Linked DNA regions of Bombyx mori: region 2 is linked to region 1. The links are chromatin contacts, called in public Hi-C maps. All regions are on one chromosome and are shown on one strand. Each heading gives the region's core, a stretch centred on a gene start, on an enhancer-like site or on the middle of the called end of the contact. The rest is flanking DNA. Distances are from core to core; before and after follow the strand shown.

What was found. Hi-C and Micro-C count contacts between places; a contact is called where the count stands out from the background.
Region 2: a contact with region 1 is called in a Hi-C map of middle silk gland, with 2.9 times the contacts expected there. The contact joins the promoter of LOC101743969 here to the enhancer-like site in region 1. A contact is called at or near these places in 4 of 7 Hi-C or Micro-C datasets (middle silk gland, posterior silk gland and whole pupa).

The regions. Positions count from the first base shown.
Region 1 is chr22:3,010,389-3,017,451 of ASM3026992v2, forward strand. The region is part of intron 4 of LOC101743969 (methylcytosine dioxygenase TET); the gene reads right to left. Among protein-coding and RNA genes, the nearest start is that of LOC101741344, 54 kb to the left of the region's middle. Within about 2 kb of position 5,728, at least 4 of the 8 cell types and tissues checked have open chromatin away from gene starts, as enhancers often do.
Region 2 is chr22:3,146,350-3,152,966 of ASM3026992v2, forward strand. It overlaps LOC101743969 (methylcytosine dioxygenase TET), which reads right to left and starts at 2,569. Exons shown (of 12, transcript XM_038019059.2): 1 at 2,381-2,569.

The DNA.
Region 1 (7,063 bases), core at 4,478-6,977:
GCTATTCCAGTTTTTAATACGCGAGCTCACGGAGCTCAGCCTGAGTTTGCCAACGATTGCCCTAGCAAGAGCAGTGCTTCGCTGAATCTACCAATAGAACAGAATCGCGACCTACCGAGAAGATCCGGCGAGAAACTCAGTGGGTTGGTCATGCCACTATCTATCTCAGCAATCATGCGTTCTAGTTTGAAGGCTGCAACAGTTAATAAGCAATGCAATAGAGATTTCGATCCCTTTACAAGGTGGATGCCGTTCATGTTGTGATGTCTATGTGAGTCGACTATTATCAAAGCCGGCAATGTGACTTTTGGACAATTATTGGTAAATCAGAAAAACGAATTATTGACTTTGTATTCCATTGGCAGTCACAAAACTCTTCTGAACGACATCTTAGATAAATAACAGGTTAAGTATTAACCTTTATTTAATGCAGGTTTTGAACCGTATTCTTTGAAGGAGACGATTATATTCAAATCAATCTGTATTGACATATCAATAACCTTTTTTTTGTTCAAATGCACAGATTGCCACCTTTGATAATAGACGTCTCATGTATTCTTATAACTTAATAGCAAATGACGAGCCCACAGCGTCTGCGCTTGGGCAATAAAAAACCTTTAAAAACATATGGTTCAAAATTGAATTGGCTTTTCCTCGTTACTGATTGAATGATGTTTACATATATGTATGTGTGTATGATTTAGTAAAATCAAAGATAAAGTAAAATTTTGTCTAAACGTGTGTTCGATTTTGGGGTTCACATTTTGAAATCTCCCGCCAACTTGCCCGGTACCCGCGCAATCTACTGAGCGCGACACTAGCGCTACGTGTTGCCGCAGTTTGTGCAACATTTGAAAAAGGAGTGGTGAAATCTTTGAGCAGTTGGCGGTAAGTCCGTAATTCTTTAAATCTTTAAAATATCATAAAACTGAGCTATCGTACATTTATGGTCCTTCGAGCCGGATTTTACCTGTTACGAAATCAAATACCAGTGATTCAGTATAACAAAAACGTAATTATTCTAAAAACAATTCCTACAAAAACTTTTATTCGTAAGTAGGTAGTTGTGCGTTTTTGTGAAAAACATAACTTCTGTGTTTTGTGTTTTACAATAAAGGAATTTATACAGTGATTCATAATATACATGGGTATTCAGGTATTTAGTATTATTTTCGTTACAATATTAAACTTTATTTCAAATTTGTTGCGAACTTTAAACTACATAGGTATACATATCTGACGCCTTGCCGCCATTACTGGCAGTAAATTAAATTTCAATAAAATAACCATAAAATATTTTTATTGATAATTGTTATTGTTTGTTAAATCTTAGAATCTTTAATTTTGTCGGATTAAATAGTTTTCAACCGTAGTATTGTCTTCGAATATTAATTAATTGATTATTAATATTGTTTTGTGTTACAATTTTACTTGGTAGAACGGTACTTTCTTTTAATATTTGTTGTTTGATTATTCGTATTTTATAACATTCTACTAATTCTTAAATTGTGTTTTATACAAATTAATTTGTAAATTCATAAGTACCTACCTAAATAAAATTGTAAGATGGCGAAAGCAACATCTGGAAAAAAAGCAATAATTTCCGATGACGATGTCGATCAGTTGTTGGCACCACATCAGACAACCAAGGAGATGGCATTTATGCGTTTACAATCGTTGTACGAGATGTCACGAGTAGTTAGAAGTAATACTGATATGCAGCCACAATTTCGCGCCCGTTTTAGAGATATTGTCGCTTTGAGAACTGCATATGAAAGTGCTATGAGTGAAATGATTTGTGTCCAAAAACGTTATAATGCGTCGTATGTACCGTCATACGACCAAATCAAAGCATTTGATGAGATGTATTACTCTGTTTGTGATATCGCGGATAATCTAAATTTATCAGGTAGTGATAATACTAGATGTGATTTCGGTTCCGGTAAAACTGTAAAACCTCGATTACCGAAATTAGAAATTTTTCACTTTGACGGAAAGTTAGAAAATTGGCCCACATTTAGAGACACTTTTACTAGTTTAGTACATTCTAATACTGATATAGTTGATATTGAAAAATTTTATTACTTATTGTCGGCTGTGAGTGGTCCAGCACTCACTATCGTAAAATCAATGCCGATAACAGCAACAAATTATTCCATTGTATGAAATTCTTTAGTTACACGTTTTGAAAACAAGAGGGCGCTAGCGACTACATATTTAGATAAAGTTTTTAGTTTCAAACCATTACAATATGAGTCAGCAGACGGGCTAAATGCCTTTTTACAAACGTGTCAAGATAGTGTCAAAGCATTAAAATCATTAAACATACCAGATTTATCAAGTTTTGTTTTGTTTTATGTATCTTTGCGTAATCTGGATTCAACTACTAGGCGCGCATTTGAAAACAAAAGTGTACCGGGTGATCTTCCGACATTTGAGGGTCTTATCGCTTTCGTGGAAAACCAGGTCCGTATCCTGGAGATGTCGGAAAGTAAATCGGTCTCAAACCAAAGCATAGACAATGCAAAACCTATATACGCAAAGGGTTACCAGAATACCAGTCGTTTTGATAAAAAGCTTAATAATTCAAATGCCAGGGTAGGTGCGCCTAGAGCATCTTTGGCTTCAGCCGCAACTGCGGCTACTAAAAATCTTCAGAATGAACAAAACTCGAATGAAACTTTAAATAAAATAAAAAAATGTTATTATTGCGGGAAGCCTCATTCAATATATCGGTGCTTCGAATATAGTGATCTCACTCCTGAACAACGGCTTCAAAAAATAAAACAGTTGAAGCTATGTGAAAATTGTTTGCGTGATGATCATATATTAAAGAGTTGTCCATCTAGGGTACGTTGTACAGTCTGCAAAAATATGCACCATCACACACTTCACATCGATGCTGGCGCTGGTGCCAATTCGGGAAATAATGCCAGCTCGGTGGCTCTTACCGTTTCTACAACTTCGACAGTCTTGCTCGGAACCGCAGTTATACACGTCGCAGATTGTTGGGGCATTTATCAACTCGTACGTGCTATAATTGACAGTGGTGCCATGACGGGCTACATAACTCAAGACTGTGCATTAAGGTTAGGACTAGGGCGGAGAAAGTGTGATTTCGATTCCATTGGTCTAGGTGCCAAGCCTATTGCGGATCTGGGGCTAACTACCTGTACTGTAAAACCGCGTCAGTACGATAGCCCCATATTAACTACCGATGTAGTCATAGTTGCAAAAATAGCCGGAAATATACCGACTATGTCTATCTCAGATGATGTGATCCGTAAATTTCAAAATCTTTCACTTGCTGATCTAACTTTTGGTACATCGGGTCCCATCGACATGTTATTGGCCGGTGATCTATTTCCTCAAATTTATGATGGAGAAAAGATCATGCCACAAGATAAGAACATGCCGGTGGCATTGCATTCCATTTTCGGCTACGTCATCGCAGGTCAAGTATCGATTTCGGGTCATAGAACTGTAGACACGGAAAATCATCATATCAAAAGCGATAATACAAAATCATTTGTGGCTCTTTCTGTGAACTTGGAGCAGGAAACGCAGTCTTTCTCGGAGACAGAAAGCATTTGTTTCATCAAACCACAGCATCCAGATGACATATTAGCGGGGACATTGTCTGATCGCAATCATAACCGTGATAAGAAAAGTAGATGTTTCGTAAACTACCCTTTGCAACCTTTTTATAAACTTGGTGTTTTATCTGGAACAGAAGAACGTAAATATATTGATATAGAAAAGAAGTTGGAACGCGATCTGAATTTAAAATTCATTCGTGAGTACGAAAGTCTTGGTGGACACAGGAGCCACGTAGGCGCGGTACAAAACGTGGATTCGATATTTATCATCCCGCATCTTTGTATTGTGTGGCTTTCTAGTACAACAAATAAATTGCGAGACGTGTTTAACACATCATGCAAAACAATACATGAGTGGTTTAACGGCCTCCATCGGCTTAATGACTTCCAGTCAGAGGGTCCAGTTAAACCTATAACTCTAAGCCTAAAACAAAAAACTTTAAGTACTGTACTTGTCTCAACAGAAGTCATAGAAGCATATTCACCGTTGGACCTCAATAACAGATACTCTAGTTTTAGTAAGCTTGTGAGAATAATCGCGCGGTCTTACTTGTTTATCCACAACTGTCGAGTCTCTCAATCAGAACGTAGATCGCTGTTTGTGGATGACAGCAGAAAGGCTCACGACATTATTATTAAAATCGTACAAAGTCATTTATTTGTGGACGACATTATGGCCTTACAAAAAGGTCAGAGATGTTCTCAGAGTTTGCGGAAACTAATTACCTTCATGGATTCAAACTGTTTCCTCAGGGTGGGGGGTAAATTGTATAATTCTAGTCTTTCACCTGATAGGAAACATTCTTTACATTTACTCAAAAATTCAATTTTTACAAACATTTTAATAGATTGTCATAAATTTTATTTATATGTTGGTCCTAGCACTTTGCAAGGAATTACAACAAGTCAATGTCTCATGATTATTTCAGATAATGCCAATTTTGTGTCGGCTACGAAACATTCAGCAGATGTTACGCATTTTTTCGAATCACACTTAGAAAGCTTATCAGGAGAGCTTGTAGCGCGTAATATTCGTTGGAGCCACAATCCTCCGAGTGGTAGTCATTTCGGTGGTCTTTATGAATCTGCAATAAAATCTGCTAAATTACATTTGAAACGGACTGTGGGAAACAAATCATTATCATTCGAAGAGCTCGGAACACTTTTTGCTCGAGTTGAAGCAGTTCTTAATTCGAGACCGCTATGTCCACTGTCTAACGATCCAATGGAGTTCGAAGTGCTAACGCCAGCACATTTCCTGATCGGGCGTGAATTGTTGGCTGTACCGGCATTCGATATCAGTGAGCAACGACTTTTACCTCGCGAGCGGTGGCAAATTGTACAACAATTTTCACAACTTTTTTGGAAACGGTGGCGCCAAGATTACCTTCACACACTTCAACAACGACAAAAGTGGTTCAACAGCTGTCGAAATTTAGTAATTGGAGATTTAGTTTTAATTAAATCACATGCACCACCTTTACAGTGGGATCTAGCGCGAGTCACTGAGCTTAAGCCTGGTGCGGATGGTATCGTGCGAGTTGTTAAAGTTCGTACAAAAAATAATGAAATGACACGTCCTGTCGTTAAGCTTTGTCCGCTCCCAATAGCGACGGACACAGAGTAAATCGTATGACACAGAAAACGTAATAAGATTACATAAAGGTAGGTCTTTGTGTGATCTCCCTTTTAGTTATAAGTCAAGTTTATTGTTTAAATACTTAGATTTAATTACTTAAAATAATTTTACTAAATACAGTCCACTGTGAAACTGAATCATCAAAACATTGTTATTGGTATCGTAATGGGAAATCCGGGCGGATTTCGGTGGGGGGAATGTTCGATTTTGGGGTTCACATTTTGAAATCTCCCGCCAACTTGCCCGGTACCCGCGCAATCTACTGAGCGCGACACTAGCGCTACGTGTTGCCGCAGTTTGTGCAACATTTGAAAAAGGAGTGGTGAAATCTTTGAGCAGTTGGCGGTAAGTCCGTAATTCTTTAAATCTTTAAAATATCATAAAACTGAGCTATCGTACAACGTGTATTGGCTAATCTTCAAGAGTTCACAGGTTTGGTGTAAATAAATAAATGATATAATAATTCTGAGAAAGTGGATCTGAGCCGGCCACATATGTCATCGCACTGAGTCAGTAGGGCATAAAAGTACTAGAGTTAAGATCTCATGGGCAGCGTAACATGGTTAGATAACAAATGAAGAGATCTTCATTGGATGGACGCAGGTAAAAAGAGGATATAAAAAAAAAATAAAAAAAATTTAAGCAGTTAATGTAATAATGCATTGAACAGTAAAAGCAATGAATACAAGATTTGCATCGTAGAATTACCTAATGACGAATGATTCATTCTATAACGGGCCAACAATAATAATATGACTGTTGCAATTACTATCGAGAATAGAACTAGCTGTAACACGGATCTTGATAACGATTTGTGAATTGTATTTATAGGCTGTTATACGAATTATTTCCCACGGACTATCTAGATTTCGTGTGAGAGATTGTTTTAAATACAATTTCATAAAAACAAGACGTTCCAAATTGTTGCTTGGTTTAAAAAAAAATACAATTCTGAATTTGAGCAATCAAATTGGTAATTACGATAAGATAAATGTAGACCTGTGACGTAATTGTGTCGATCGATTATGAAATCACAAAACAGAATCTGCTATATTACTTGTCGTTCATAACCTTAATTATCGTATATAATAACCATTATGACTAAGCCAGAACGAACGATATCGAATATAAATTCATTACAATAAATATTCCGAAGTAATATTGTTCATTCGCAATAACAAAGCTTCACCTACTGCACGGTAGATGGCGATAGTATATCTCAAATTTACAGTTAGCTTTATTTAGGTCTTGACGATTGTTTTGTTTTATGAAAGTTTTTACAGTAACAAATAGAAATTGAGTGTTTTCATTTAAATATATACACGTAGCTTAAACTGTATTGGTAAGTAAATGTATCATAAATGAAAGGTACTGAAAATATTTTTACTTTGAGATTTTCCAAATTTTAGGTATAATTAATAGAAATGTTGATTATACGATTTAATCTTATTCTAATTTTATAATACATATTATGAAACACATTACAGTTCCTGTGATGAACCAATACGGGAAAAATTATGTTAAAGAAAGTTATTCATATCAAATAGCCTGCATAATTTAGGTTACTTTTTCTTGTGTAAAAGAAAAACATAATGTTCACAAATATATTTACATCGACTGTAAATCTTTAACAACTCTTTTGAATTCACTACTCAACGAAAGTGTTTGAGAAAGTGTTTTTTTACTGGTGGTAGGACGTCTTACGAGTCCGCACGGGTAGGTACCACCACCCTGCCTATTTCTGTCGCGAAGCAGTAATACGTTTCGGTCTGAAGAGTGGGGCAGCCGTTATACTGTGAAAACTGAGACTTCGAAGTCATGTCCC
Region 2 (6,617 bases), core at 1,319-3,818, 130 kb after region 1:
CATTGGCCTCGCTGAACTTGACTCCCCATTATCGCATTCACGGGAGGAAGGCGTATCATTAATTCGATTATTCCGTGGGACCGGATTGTCTTGTACAAGCTGTTCGATTGCACATGTACATACCACAAAAATTACATTAGTACATTTTGGAACGTAGTTCCTTATGGGACGATACGGTGGGGTACCCTAACCGGGAAAAACGTCCGTAACGTAAGATTTTTATTAGTAATGCACACAGTGTACGACTTAACTTTGTAATAACGTACAAAAAATAACATATTTTCTTATCATTCATTGACCACGATCTCAGAGCGTTCGTTTACGCAATACACCAACTCTTATGCAAACAACCGTGAATGAAGTGTACCACAATAAGTTCGCACGTTACAGAATGACCGTGGGTTGTTGCGAAACTTCCAGTTTTATTTTCTTTATACCTCTAAAATAACTTAAAATTAATATTTTTATAATAAGAAACTTCGTTCCTATCCGGTGTCCCACGATACCACACATCTTTTTTTCCTATATATAAAATGAATCTACGTAATTCTGCAAAATATCCTTCATTCGTCTTTTTTCACTGATTTCTACGTTTTTGGTATCAAATTAAGATAAAGAGTTACATAGGATTTGCATTTTGCACAAGAAGCGCATTCAAACTAATAGTAGCCTATTAGTTGGGAGTCAAAATCCGAAGTCCTTCAAATTTGAGATCTGAGGACTTAATGATATTGTAAATTGTGGCACGGCTACCCATTAAGGCCAGATGCACAAATGTTTGAGATAGAAATATCTGATTAAAAAAAAACAGAAACAAAGGATCTCACGTAATAATATAGTTATAGTTATATATAATAATAGTTCATTATATTAATAATCAGAAGAATTTCCAACTCTGAGCTGTGTTACTAGTGCTAACTACGCTGAAGGAGGAGGAGGTATTCACTAGGCATTACCTAGTAATTACTATCTATACTGCTTACTTCCACTTTTGGTCGTTAGATAACCTATTTCTATAGAAAAATCTTCGCCTTCTAGACACCGATAGCACGTCTCAAACTGGATTGCAGCATCCAAGTTAAAGCTATCCTTATTTCTGACAAGCAAAAGTAACATAAAGCACGACGACTTGTATATAGGTGTTGACAGCGATCACTTCCAGACAACCACTGTGCATAAGCATAGCACATAAGCAAGTTAGTAGAACTAGGAATGTTGCGGTATTTGATTTAAATTATATTTTAATTTTAACTAATATATTAATCACATAACATTACTATTACTCTTTAGTCAAACAATATTATAAACACAATAAAATTGTAACATAATGCCATTTGTTTTTTTTTTTTCATTTTGCTGCAATTAAGGTCTAAGTGACATCATGCACTGGTCACAATGGTAGGAAGGGACATGCGTCACTCCATGCGTTTTGTTTTCTTCCCATTTTCCTGCCACGCAAATAAATTTACAGCGGTTAACTTTGTTGCCAATTTAATAGATACTAAAAGAAACGTTTTTTTCAAAATTTTATTTCATTTGTAGATTCCCAAAAGAAACGAAGGAAAACGTGTCTCTACCTAAAGTCCAAACCTTTAGAATTTTATTAAGCTTACGATAAAGACCAGATATGTGAAGTGTTTCATTTAAATCAATCGATTAATAGATACTAGACTGGACTTCGTATCAAAAGTCTTCGAATTTAAATTAAATATAAATATAGAGCTCAGAATAACCATGCTTAAAGATCGTTATGAACAATTCTAACAACTTAATAGAAACCGCTTATTCAACAAAACCAAAATAAAATCAATGTACACATCTGAATATTATTATAGTCATAACTTGTCCGTATTGCTTTATTAAAGCTCTTTGCTTTAAGAAGGGTGAACTCCAATCTATCAAATTAATTTAATTAAGGCTAATTCGTAGTTCTGAATTATCCGGCGATCAAAATTAAGTAACTTTGAAGAATGTTTGAATGAGATGTAAACTTCTACGAGTACATACAAACTAATTAGTAATAGCTTGTCGTGCGTATGACTCTACACAAGGATACGGGTCTAACTATGAACTACGAGTTTGTCTATTGGCAGGAGACAATACCTACGGACGTGATGCAATAACCAACTTCTTCTATACAAAAGCACTCTTGACAAAATGCGTAGCAGGAAAACGGGGATCGATTCGCGAAAGCACACAACGAAAGCTTGAGCGGAAGCACGCGAACGCGCACAGGAGTCCGCTTCACGCTCTAGTGCTGTCGCTCTATATACCTCTATACTACAACAAACAATCCACTAAACCAGAAGCTTCTACTCTTCTACTTCACTACAGTTGCACACTTGCACTTCGACACTAAACTTTTGCACAAACTCCGTACCTTCTCCGGTCACTCGATCCATCCGCCTCCTTTTGTTTCTTTGCTTGGCCGCCACGAAAACAAAACGGACCGAAGGACGCAAGTGAAAAATAAACAAAAAGGGAATCGAAGTTCGCGATCGCGTGACTGTTGCGTCCCGCTTGTGATATAACACGCGCGTCTGTACGCGACTAGGGTCGGCGGCGGACTGGCGCGTAACGTGCGGCCGCACGCAGCTGCCGCGGCGGCCAATGGCGCGCGGTCACGTGACGCCCCGCGCCCGCACACGCTTGTTTACAAATAATAATAATACGCCGGTGTAGAGCCGCGTAGCGCGTAGCCGTCGCCGCTACGCACAGCTGTCGTTGCATTTGGCGGGATTCGATACGGAGCACATTCGCTTCAAAGCTTCGATCTGTTTACTTGAAGCTTTCGCGTCCGCGTCGGCGTTATTATCGATCGGTGCGTGCTTGCAGCGGTACCGCGACGCACTTCGTTTTTGTAATGACTCATTCTTCGGTGCGAAGCTTTCAAAGTTTTAAAAAGTACACCTTTCCTAAGATTTACTCCCAAATCCAGAAAAGCTTAATCGAATTATTTTCTCTGTTCGTATTCGGAAAGGGGCGCGTTATATTCCCCGTTTCGCGACAGGTTGGTGTTTCCGATTGTTTTGCGTTTAGTGCGTAAGGTGCAAAGAGGGTAAGCTCCCCGTGCAGGCTACATCCAGCCCCTGCCCTGAGGAGCCCCGCTCTACACCGACCACGGCCACACTCGACTCGCTCGTTTTCATATGACCCCCTCGTAAAACACTGCCCTATCGAGAACGTATATATTGTCCCAATTTTCTACTAAGTATACTCTGATCTATAGGGATAAATATAATCGATTATTAATTGATTTTACAAACATAAAGTCACGAAATCGATTATAACAGAGTGCGAGGTAATTAAACGTCTCTATGTCATATGATGCCCAGTGTGTTCACATCGACGGACACATCTAAGTCCCGTTTAAATATTTGCGGGTAGATATAATTTTTTCATAAAAACATAACTACATAATAGAGACTCAGGAATGTTTGATTTGTGTTATTTATTGTGAACTCGTTCGGCTTGGTCTCACAGACCGCCGTTTGCTGCTCATGCTGGGTGGTGGCATTCTCGGAGTGACATTTACAACCTCCAGTAATATAATACAAAGTGAGCGTTGGCTGGTCTATCTATTTTACAGCAAAAAGTAATAATTTCACCACTCTACATACATATTTGTTTGACTCTACATTAATCTTCAGAGCTTTTGAATGTATTATATTTATTTAATTTTGCAACTGAATAGATAGGTTTCGTGCTTAAATATCTCTAGGAGCTAGATAGAATCCAATTCAGAGGGATGTATGTTTTTTACAAAACTTTTAGGAATATACTTAGTCACACGGTTCCGAGAAAACTCATAGAATAGTATTCGCGTAGTAAACTGGGGGCTAGTTCACCCCCGAGCTGTGAGTCATCAGAATTTCACCTCCTACACGAATTACTCAGCTCTGTTCACTCATTATCTATTTGTCACGATCTCACCATCTGCCGTTATAATTATATTGTAGTTAGGTCCAATATAATTGCGAAGAACCGAAGTGCTCACAATGTAATTGTAATTCAAATTCGAACACTTCAAAATACTGAAAAAAGAGCAACCAATCAATCCGTTTGCTAAATGAAGTATTTAATAACAGAGAGTTCTTAGTTTACTTTCTGGTATTTTAAATAAAAAGTATTGCAACGCTTGCAAACTTATCCCGTGCATCGTGGCGCCAATTTTCGTCGTTATAAAAGTGCGTAATATCGATTACCGGCTCCCTTACCCAGCATTTTGTCTCTTTCGCACGACGCACTTCCGAGTGCACAGAACGAGAAGAGCTTAAGCGCAACCGCAGCGACTTTACCGCGCCGAAGTGTTCCGTAGTCCGCAAACTGTGCGGACTTAGGTCGTTTTTCCGCGCGCCGGTTGTCCCCCGTCGCGGTTGCTATGACGACCGATCTGTCACACGCACAGAACATAAAACGCAAGCATTGATTTTTTCCTCGCTTCCTCTTTACTTTTACGCGTGTCGAGTTTTTGCTTGAGTTTTATTTTTTTATATTATTTTAAGGCGTCATTGCGTGAAGTTTTACACTAAGCACTTAAATGTGCATTAGATATTTTTGATCCATACCTAGTCTTAAATTAATGAATCACATAATCTATTTTTGTTTGTAGCACTACGTTAAAAACTAAGGTTATGCATCTCTCCCTTTCATATTAGGATAGTTGGAGTGAACAAAGTCATTTAGATTTGGATTGATTGAAAGTTCGATGAAGAAGTTTTAACTTACTTATAATAATAATACAAATTGATGACGTCATCGACTTCCGAATTACCATAGGGATAGTGAATGTTTTAAATCTCCAAAACGCATTTCAATCACATCTCATCATGCTATATAGTAAATATAATATATTTTCAAAAATATTCATTTACCTACACGAGGCAGCCAAACTTGGATTTCAAATGAAATGCTTGGTGTTTGAATGCTCGAATTTAAGTTACATTGTAGTTATAATTAAAATTTACTAATAATATATCTCAACCAAAAGTTCGCTTACTAAATATAAGACTATAAATGTGAGAAAACGTGTGGAGAATATATTGCTTTGAGTGTTTTTCAAATTATTTAATTTTAAGAGTCGTAGGACTCAAAACGCAAAAGATGTTTACAATTCCTAGAAATGACAATACGTAATTATACAACAACATTTACTTTAGCAGAATAATTGCAAGAAACGAAGATAATTTTTGCACAATATTCAGTAATTGCTCTAAAATCAACATTTCAAATCGTAATTCTTTTGAAAACATCAAAGGAGCTTTTGGACGAAGAAAACCAAGTAAAGCTTCAAGGGAAAATTTGTTAAGGTAGGCTCGGAAGCCCCAAGGGTGCGAGCCCAAGGGTTGGCCATCCCTTACAGATGCTGTTTCCAACCCTAACTCTCTCGTTAACTTAATAGAAGGAAAATATGTTCGATGCAGAGCTGTGAGATCTTCATGAATAATGTGTTGTATTTGTGTACTCAAATATTAATTCTGGCTGGAGAATATTTACCTTTAATTCTTATTATTAAGATAAATAATGGCCGAGCATTGTACTTATGTAGATTGGTTGCTGGTCAAATGTAAGAAACGACTCATTGCAGCCAAATGTTGATTAGTTAGTAGATTAATAGACTCATTGCCATTTGTATTATTCGAACCATTTACCATTTATCATATTACCAACAAATAGTTTTGTGTTCCTTATTTGTTGTCTCTTTATGTATAACATACTGAGATGATTACAAATTTTGTTGCCCTTTATGGATGGATGAAAATACGGCCCACCCGATGGTGAGTGATCGTCGTCTACTGTAAATAGTAAATAGTAACGTAGCTTTCATTTTTACTTAAATTTAATTTACGGAGCTTGAATTCCTAATATAACTATCAAATAATTTATTCGGTTTTTGCAAGACGTACAAATAGTTTATATTTTTTTAAGCGGTTTAATCTATATGTTATTTGTTATATTCAATTTATAATAATAAAGTATATAGTCGGATATTTCCGATATTTCAAAAATATTACAGTTTTTAAGTAATTGTATATAAGGTGATGTTCGTCGATGTTTCAATATTGCACCAGTTACCGTTACCAAAGCTGTGACTACGAATCTTATCTCCATATGGGCTTTAAGCCTGTTTACCCATCTACGGAATAAAAGAAAGCCAAGGGTCCGTCTTGAGACATAATATGGCAGGAATTATTTCATTCCCGTCATTGTCTCATCAGTGGAGTAGATTTCATCTGTAATGACTAGGAGTATCCGCATTCTTACCCGGTGCGCTTTCAGTGAACTTTTTTTGCCGCGTACCACCCGTTTCTGGAGTGAACTCATCCTCCAAGTTATTTTTGGGCGTGTTCACAAGTATTACTTCAAACGAGTTTTAAATATTCCTAAGTGATAGGCAACGGCTCTGCAATGTCCCTGGAATTGCTAACGTTAACAGGCATTGGCAACCACTCACCGTCAGGTAGGCCGAATGCTCGTCCACTTTTTAAGGTAGAGTAAAAAAAGCTCTCAATAATTTTGTAAAAGGGTCGAAACGAGAAAATGCGTTGCGGCAGAAATAGGTGTTTTTATTTTATTTAGTAATCGACCTGTGACAGATTAAGTAATATGTAAACTAA